Linked DNA regions of Rattus norvegicus: region 2 is linked to region 1. The links are chromatin contacts, called in public Hi-C maps. All regions are on one chromosome and are shown on one strand. The core of a region is the stretch at or near the end of the contact, and the rest is flanking DNA. Distances in the headings are between cores, read along the strand shown. Region 1 overlaps Amph (amphiphysin). Region 2 overlaps Vps41 (VPS41 subunit of HOPS complex).

Region 1 (4,802 bases), core at 1,390-3,889:
GTCAGGGGTTAGTATATCCAGTTGGTATGATAGTAATGTCCAGTGCTTTAGTTACGATAATATTGTGACATAAAAATGACCAATGAACTGAAGTTACTACATTAAGACTGCATAACCACACAACTTGAATTTTAAAATGTGAAACTGACAAATCCTCAAGGACGTGGTAGAAAAATTGAAAGAAAATAGGCCAGAGTGCATGCAAGGTTTTGTCACAGTGGTAGGATGACAGCAACTCTTCTTCATTGTATATTTTTCAACATACTTTCACATATATGTATATATATTCAATAAATATTAGAATTTTCAAATCCTATACACCTTACATTTAATAATCATTTGATTACAAAGCAATGAAACAAGCACAAGTAATAAAATTTTATTAATGGCTCTGATATCTACAGCTGACCTGAGAGTCCTGTCCACCATGGCACTTTGATGGTCATTCAGCTGTCCTGAGCACTCACCTGGGAAGGTGTTGTCACATTGATTTCTGGTACAAAGTTGTCCTCAAAGAAATTGATGATGTTCTCCTGCTGTAGTTCCTTTGTTGGGGTGACTTTAGGCAGAGGTGGGACAGGAGGCCCTTTCCTTGTCTGGGAAGCATTAAATACAAACATAGTAGCCTTTGAGGAAGTGTCAGATGAGCACAGCTATGCAAACAGACATCTAACTGAAACTAATCTATACAAAGGTGTAAGCCTACTCGATTCAAGTCAAGAATGCTGTCCCCTTGGGTGCCTCTCCAAACACTGACAGGCACTGGTCTAATTGGAAGAAGTCAGGTCACTTGATGAGAGTCCATACATCTTAATTTAAGCAACGCCCCAAACTGCAAGACCTATGATCTCACCCGGAAGCCATTCTTTCTCTCAGCTCATCTACCATTGATTTCTCTCATAAGAAAACAAATGGAATTTCAAAACAAAAATCAAGCCAGATGGGTTTTTTGTTTTGTTTTGTTTTGTTTTCTTCTTCATTTGTTTTCCCCAAATGAGTCAATGAGGTCAACAAAAGACAGTTCCCACTTCTCTTTCCACTCAGGAATTTTAAACATTAGAATCTACTACACTTATCTTCTTACAATGTTGCAGCTTCAGCCATATTCATAAAGCTTATACTGGACCATGAATGTTAAATGTAGCTACAGAAATATTATGTTCACACAATGCAGGGAAATCAAGAGTGGTGGGATCTTCTCTTTAGTTCATTTTGCCTGGTCATTACTTGGCTTTCACTGAGTGGCCACTCATGTGTAACACAATTTGGGGGATGAGATGTCTCCCAATACCCCAGTTCCAGGTGGTCATTGACTCCAATGGAGCACTGAAAAGAAGATTCAGTTCAGGAGGAATGTAGAATGAATGGAGTTTTGTAGATAGGGTTTTTCCTTTTCAAAGCTAATAGCTGCTCAGAGCATGGGCCAACCCAGCAAGTACTCCATCACTGAACAGACTCCTTCAGCCTCTGAATGGCAGGAGTCCAGGAACAAGTGAAGGTAAAGATGAGTATAGTCCAGGCCAAGAAGGTGGGGATGGGGCTAGAACACCCAAAAGAATAAAAAAACTGAGAATAAGAGGAAACACAAAAATCAAATAAAAAAAGCAGACAATGGCAATAATAATATCACTGTATCATGCCTTAGTCTTGTCATAGAAACTTTCTATAATGCTTATAATGCTTAACAAGAGAATCCCAAAGAAAGTCACTTCCCCATGAATTCTTCCATGGCCCTGATGCACACATCATACCTGTGAAGGTGATCTGGGTCGCACTGGGGCAGGAGATGCAGGTGCTAATGTGTGGTTGGGACTAGCCGTTGGGCTGGGGAGGGGTGAAGCCTCCTCTGGGGGTGATGGTGTCTTTGCAATGCGAAGAGGACCCGAATCACTGGATAGACACAGAGGGTTGAGCAAGAAGCCTTCTGAGAAGCAGGATTCTTAAAACCCAATATTCTTTACCCAAGAGAAATCCTGAAGCTTAATGTCACTGTTATTTCATCCCCCACTTCCAGGTTATTTCTAGCTGTTAGAAGTAGTAATGGATGTTGGAAACTGTCACTATTGATTGCTCCCTGTGAACCACGGTCAACCATGCTTGGTTTTAGATATGTAAATAATGAGGTGTAAATAGGTTAAAAACAAAGAAAAACTGCAGTGCTTTACGACAGTTGCATTTATATCTTAGTATAAAATCTTGTTCTCGCCACATGCCAAATCAGCTCCACATCCCAACATAAGGCATAGTAAGAAAACCAGCTTCACTTCTGCTCTACAACAGAGTCATGTCACCCCACAATCATAGATAGTTACCCAGAAAGCTGTGACTTTTAATTTCAAAGGCAACTTGGGAGAGAGTTCATAAATCTTTTTCAGGAGTGCCTTTTGAATTATGTTTAGAGAGTTACAAAATACTTCTTTGTGTACTTTATGAAACAATGACTAACTCAGACACCTTCAGGGCACCAGCAGACCACATGACAGGTGAGATTCTACAACTTCCTAAGAAGCCATCATGTTCTAGGCACCTTGCCAGATGCTTGGGAACAGCTTAACATGATGACTCAGATGGCACATCCTACTCTCTAAGAACATCTAAAGACAACAGCAGACGGAGCAGAGTCTGTGACCTAAATAAGAGTACAGACGCAGCAGCATGATCTACACATTCAGGAGCTAAGGGAGCCACATTCTTTTAAAGACACTCTACATGATTGCGGCTCTTAGCCAGCAATCATGACCTCTGACTAGAAACAGCCCAATCTATACTCTATTCTAAAGACTGCCTTCAGAGCTAACTCACCACCTCGCTCTGCAGAGAATGTTTTTGAAAAGGAATAAAAATAAGAGACACTTGTCAAGTGGCTGTAACCCGACTTCTTGCTTTAACTGATAATGAAACTGTTATTTGCAAATGCTTCTGTTGACTTCATTTCCATGTCAAGCCACTCTTAACATGCCTTAGTTTCATAACATCCAAAAGGTAATTTGAATATTCTTATTATTCTCTTATTCTTAGCTCAACAATGTAAAAAAACAATGTTGGAGCCTTAATTCTCTTCTTTTCTTAGATTACTTTAGGTCACACCTTTCCCCTGGAGAGAAAAGACACTCTGGCTTCCCTGGCAGCTATAGCAGAGGCTGTAGTTATAGGTAGGTACTCTAAAGAGAAGTCCATGATCAAAACAGTCATCATCAGACGCTAACATGGAGAAAGGTTGGAAACTGCATATGTCAATGGATGAGTCTGTACATACATTCCTATAAGTGTTTATAATGATTGGCATTAAAAACTACAAGTATAGAGTCTCAGAACTGACCATCACCTTAGGAATAATTTTATTCCATTGGACCCTACTTTTTCTATAGATATTTAAACGGGTTCTTTAATTCCAAAGGTTATTGGACTTGAATAAGAAAAACAAAGCAAATTGACCTTAAAGGTATGTAACTGAAACCTGGGGCTTCTGACTGCTCAAGGTTTGTTAGGTAAGATAAAATCATTGGAGAAAGTAAGCATGCAGTCAAACCAAGGTATACAGCTCAGCTGTGCCACTGGGCCCTCAGTCTCTGACTGGCCCATTCATAACAACATGCCATGGAACACTAACAAAGCCATGTTGCAGGGCAAATGGCAAAGCAGAGGTAGAGAGAGGGTGGGCGGCGAGATCTCTTCCACTCTTTTCCTTTCTTTAGTAGTGAACAATGAGCACAAAGCTGGAGGGGTTTTCTCTATTGCAGATGAAGTAACAAGGAGAAATGATGACTATCCCAACTGTTGCTCTCTGGTTCCATGTTCATCAGAAGCAGCTACTCACTTCTGCTGTGACCAGTAGCATCTTGATGTGAATGAAGGCAAGAAGTAAATGTAAGAGCCAAAAACCCAAGTTTGGGATCACTGTCTAGGTGGAAGGGCTCCTTTTAGATTTTTATAAGGTGACTAGAATAGTACAATGTGGTCTCCAGGCTCTAGAACGTTCAATACATAGGATATCACTTGCACATGCAGCTCAGAGGACCAGTGGCGTACCTGGGAGCTCCTTGAATGCTGAAGGCCTTGTCAGCGTGCTGATCACCAAGTTTCGTCATCACTTCATAAAGCTTGTGGCAAAGCTAAGAAGACAGAAGCCTGTTAAACACAGGATATTCTGGTGGCCACCCATGTTTTCCTCCCCATGAATGAACTTGTTTAGTGAGAAGCTACAACTCTTCTGGGAATTAGATTGGTCTTGAAATTCCACATACCACATTTAAAATCTACACCTAAGTTGAAATAACTTTATACAGTGAAAAGAATGTGCTACTTGCTGGATCAATCAGACATGTATTCAATAGGACATGAAGCAGAAATGATAAGGTGATTATCTTAAATCTATTAACAAATAGTCCTATGACTGTCCTGGTGAACTAAGGTAATAGAGAACACCATTACTGCTGCTTATCTAAATAATTTGAGACCAGGTTTATATATATACTAATTTAGAACATCATTTAAAATTCCAACTTTTCAGCTAACAGAGGAGGAAATAAAATAGTGGGGCTGTAATAAAATCTTCAAAACCAGTGCAAATAGTTCAGAGAGTAGTAACACAGTATCGCTACAACATCCGTGTAAGGGTAAGGCTAGTTGGCAATTCTATGCAATGCCCTTTGCATTACTTTCCATAAGAGCAACAGTCACCATTACTCACCACTGCGATTTCCTTGTGAAACTTGGCCTCAAGGCTAGAGACGTTTTTGAAAGTATTGACATAAAACCCAACTCGTCTACCAAGGGGAAACAAATAAAAGAGGGAGCTGTTA
Region 2 (4,608 bases), core at 1,451-3,950, 280 kb after region 1:
CCACGGTTGTTTCCTGGCACTTTGGTTTTTGAATGACTCAGAGTCTAACCTTCAGATCTTTGCACAGGATGGAAGACTTGTCATTTCAAAACCATCTAGTTATTTAATAAACCCATCTATTCTCCGGCAAATGTTGGGTTCCTAATGAGCAAGGTAGTAGGTACGGAAGAGAAATGTGCAGAGAAGCCTGAGACTACCTGTGACTGTAGGTCACTGACGTTTGTGGGTGCCCCTTGGTTTCCTTCACACTGATGTGACTCAGTTCAAAACCTAGACATGCAATTTTCTTCCACAGTATAAAATGGCATCACTGGGAATGGGTGCAAGCAACCATGGGTCTCCATGGCAACCACACACAATGACCTGTGTTCCCCTGCAAACAATAAAAATATCAGCTCTGGGTGACTCCAGCTGGAGGCTACCCCCAGTCAGCTCTGGGTGACTCCAGCTAGGGGCTGCCTCTAGTTACATGACAGGACACATTTGGGACCCAAACTGATGATTATAGCTCCATATCTATGGCTCTTAGTGTTTGTAAGAAGCAAGGCTTCCTGATTTTAATTTTTTTTTCTTTCTTTTTTTCAGAGCTGGGGACCAAACCCAGGGTCTTGCGCTTGGTAGGCAAGCACTCTACCACTGAGCTAAATCCCCAACCCCTGATTTTAATCTTCTTACATCTACTTTGATACTACTTTTGGAGGGGATCTCCCCCATTTTCATCCTTTTTATGAAAATGTGTCTTACTCTACAGAGAGAGATCCTCCTGGCCCAACCCCCACAAATGCTAGGTTTATAGATGTGCTTAAATTTTACTGCCCTGTCAGGTTCTACTAAAAATGTAACTTTATTTTTGTTTTCTTTAAAAAAGATGTTAAGGTTTTTTTATCAGAAGTCATTACAGTACAGAGAAAGAAGGGGAAAAACAATCTTCCAAGAAAGCTGTCTATAAAATATCGATGCTGACGACTTTCAGAAATCGGTCATTTAATCCATGAGGCTGCTAGCCTCCAACATAAAGTAATTAGCTCAGTTCAGCTCCTCTGGTGTGGGCTCTGGAAGCACTGGGACACTGTCCAGGACACAATGCCTGGGCAGTGACAGATTGAGGGCACAGCCTGTGGAACAAACACGGGCCACAGGTTGCAAAGAAAATAGAACAACCTAAGACAACGTGCTTTCTAAGCAGGTACAACCTACCAGCTCACAGACAGTATGTGCTAGAAACATTGTCAGTTGTCCAGAGTCAAGAACCAATGAGAAGGAAAAGTATGGTGATACTTTTTGCCTAATTTGATCAAAATCCAAGGCTCTACACCAAAAAAAGAAAAAAAGAGGAAAAGGAAACTGACAAGACTTAGGAGGCAGTAATGAGAAGGGGAGAGCGAGTCCCTTGACGACAGCCTTTGACTCAGCTTCGGCATTAGTCTCAGGCAAGCAGGAGCTAGTGCCATGAGACTTCAGTACTTCAGTGTGTCAGTCTCTTTTCAGGGCTAGTTTCCCTCTAACATCACTTTCAGAAACAAAAATCAGTTTCAACTGTTAAATAGGAGAAAGAGATGAGGTACATGGTTCATGTATGGAACAGACACAGAGATGGACTTCATTTAGGAAAAGAGCACTGTGACCACAGGAGCTATGATCGGAAGAGTATGAGAATGGGTCACTTCATTCTATCAGGGACAACAACATGAGTTGAAGATCAAGGGGGAGGAGTGGCTTCCCTTTAGTCATGGGATGGGATTGGGGAGAACCATGAAAAATCCCCAAACAAAGGAAAATGTCAGACTCTTGTTTCCTTTAGGGAGGTGGTAGAAGTTCTTCACTATATGATTTGGTCTGGACTGGCTGCCGTGACAGGGACATGAAGAGTCAGGTACCAAGACAGAACAGCAGATTAGGGGCTGTAAAAGCACAGTACAGTAGCTTTGGGACACCAAAGGCAGTTCGCAGGCTGTGGGGTCTGGCCTTTCAGAGTAATGAGTGCATTAAAGGGACAGGCTTATGAGCTCACTGAGACATCTTTGTGTCCATGAGATCTCACCATCTGGCCAATAAGAATTGCCTCATTATCGATCCAGCTTATCAACACTTCTGGTATAAGAATTCTGTCCAAGATAAACTCCTTCCCTCAACCTCATAACACCACTTCTATCTCAAAAATATTGATTGACATTGCTCAGAAGGAACAATATTACCTTTTTAGAAATTCTTCTTCCTCATGGAAGGTCCTTCTACTCTCCCCAGACTATCCACATTTAAAGACTAACTTCTTCCTTCATCCTTTCAACCACCCTTGTTCCTTCTCCACTTTCCCATTGTCCTTTGTTTAAAGAAACGAGCTACAACTACAATCAATGGTGCACATTTTATGGGAAAGGTGAATGAGTTATGGCATTGACAACTGACAAGAGACTTAAATTTCCTCTGTATTTTCTTCCTGATTCCTCTATAGCACATCACCATGGATAATAATCCCAAGTAAATGGAAAATTCTAGTCTCACATATATTTCACAAAGCAATAAAGAACCACATATCAGAGAAATCATTATGGTTCCATAGAAACAGCTGCTGTGGGGGCTGTGCTAGAAAAACTGTCAAGTTACTGCAGTTTTTATTTGAAAAGACTCTCAGTACTGGGGTTTTGCTGGCCTTGCCTTATTCACTTTGCATTGCTTGTCCTTCAAATGCAACTGGCTGCCAGCACCTAGCTTCCCAGCCCACGGTTTCCTCACTTGCAGCCTGGCTATGGCCACTGGTGTTGCGGGGCTTCAATTCTGCTTGGGCAGTTTTCTTTGCTCTTGTCTGATGATTACCAAAGATGACTAAGCCCAGGTAGGAAAAGAATGAGAAAGCTAAACTCAAAGGCTTGCTTTTCAGTTTGCAAAAACCTAACTATCATAACTGTATTTAATTCCTAACAGCACAAAGTATTTAACAACTAAATGGATCAAGGAAGCAACGGGTTGGCACAGGGCGCCTGCACCACTTAAATGTGATGATAAGATCCAACTGAAATAATTTGTAAAGAAAAAAATCCATTTGGTTTTAAAAGCTTATTTTAGGAATTTGAGAGTTTAAAAACAATCTCAGGAAAAATACAGAGGTTAAATAATAAAAGTAAAAAATAAATTTTCACCCCCTACAAAAAAAGACCAACAAGAAAGTTGTTGATTTCTGTAAGTTGACTTATGTTTTCAATTTTAAGTAGGAAACTATGGGGGAGCTAGAGCAACTGTTTAGTACAGGAAAATATCTTTGCAGACCTGGAAAGGACTGAGTGCCCTGTGGGGAAGAGAACTTTCCCCACATCACTTGTTGACCTGCACAGGCTCAGGCCTCTGCTTACAACAGGGACTCAGAGGTGCAGTGGAGGGCGGAGTCCCTGCTCCTCCTGCCTCTTTAGGAACAAGTTCAGACTGGCTGGCTGCCTTTCTCCAGAGGTGTAACCATAAGGGAAAAGCAAGGAAGTAGTCCTCTTGGCAGAACTTTTAGGATTATGCGTCAGAGCTGATACAGTTCTGGATGAAAATGGCATTTCCTCTGAGGGCCTGAGTTTAAAACTAGTTCAGGGGTTTATGGATGGGAAACTGGGAAAGAGGATAACATTTGAAATGTAAATAAAAAATATCCGATAAAAAATAACTGGTTCAGTATCTTCCTATATGAATATGTCATTAACTTTCTGGAACTTCACCCTTCTACTCCAAGCAATGGGGCTAATGCTAACTATAGACCCATTATGGATCGAAAATGTCTGTCAGAGAAGGTGGTTAGTGACAAAGTGCTGATTTCCATTTCCCTAACTTCCTCAGTATCTGAGGGAGTGAACATGCTCAATCCTGTTCCCTTTCAGAGCTGTCATGATACAAAGTATGAAATGGTCACATGGCAAAGCTATTTAAGTTTCCTATAACTACTCCCTTCTCTTTCAGTTAACTGCTGGCTGTCACAGTGCCCCTCTCCCCTTAAAGAACCCTAGGTCCTCAATGCATAGTCTGTGTGAGAAGGACAGTGAGAGTGCATGGCAGCACGCCTGTGACCGAGGCCCCTGGACCTTTGTCTGAAGGCTCTCCATATCGTGCTTTATGTCAGCCATAGGAGTCCTGGAGATTCACAGGTCTGTAACATCACCCTCAAATTTGAGGGATTCGTGGCCTTGCACTCTTATTATAAATGAGAACATAAATTATAGCTTTATGAAACAAACAAAGATCAATACAATGAAAGAAAAGTATGTCTTCAGAAGCCTTCTGGGAACAGCAAAAGGCTCCAGAGACCAGAGATATTTTTAAATAATCACTTGATAGGTTGCTAGGTCGCTTAGACAAGGAGATAAATAAATGGCCACTAATGAAAATTAATAGTCAATGCGTGCGCGCACGTACACACACACACACACACACACACACACAGAGAGAGAGAGAGAGAGAGAGAGAGAGAGAGAGAGAGAGAGAGAGAGAGAGAGAGAGGGAGAGAGACAGCCAGACAGCCAGACAGATTTTCTTGTCACCTTCCTCCGAGGCCTCCGAGCCCCAGTGGGGCAGGGCAGCACTCGTGTGGTGGTTTCCCTGGGTCTGCTCTCTCCTCTCCCACCCTTCCTCTTCCTC

Evidence for each region. Hi-C and Micro-C count contacts between places; a contact is called where the count stands out from the background.
Region 2: a contact with region 1 is called in a Hi-C map of prefrontal cortex, with 2.8 times the contacts expected there. The contact joins two enhancer-like sites. A contact is called at or near these places in 4 of 12 Hi-C or Micro-C datasets (the A7r5 cell line, Schwann cells, frontal cortex and 1 more) and 1 of 1 datasets of contacts at active chromatin or transcription factors (oligodendrocytes).

Annotation. Positions count from the first base shown.
Region 1 is chr17:50,484,707-50,489,508 of GRCr8, forward strand. It overlaps Amph (amphiphysin), which reads right to left. Exons shown (of 21, transcript NM_022217.2): 8 at 4,691-4,766; 9 at 4,030-4,112; 10 at 1,752-1,890; 11 at 468-596. Among named protein-coding and RNA genes, the nearest start is that of Amph, 190 kb to the right of the region's middle. Within about 2 kb of position 2,640, at least 28 of the 93 cell types and tissues checked have an H3K27ac peak or open chromatin away from gene starts, as enhancers often do. A contact at or near this core is called in prefrontal cortex, where this site is marked.
Region 2 is chr17:50,762,886-50,767,493 of GRCr8, forward strand. The region is part of intron 25 of Vps41 (VPS41 subunit of HOPS complex); the gene reads right to left. Among named protein-coding and RNA genes, the nearest start is that of Amph, 87 kb to the left of the region's middle. Within about 2 kb of position 2,701, at least 17 of the 93 cell types and tissues checked have an H3K27ac peak or open chromatin away from gene starts, as enhancers often do. A contact at or near this core is called in prefrontal cortex, where this site is marked.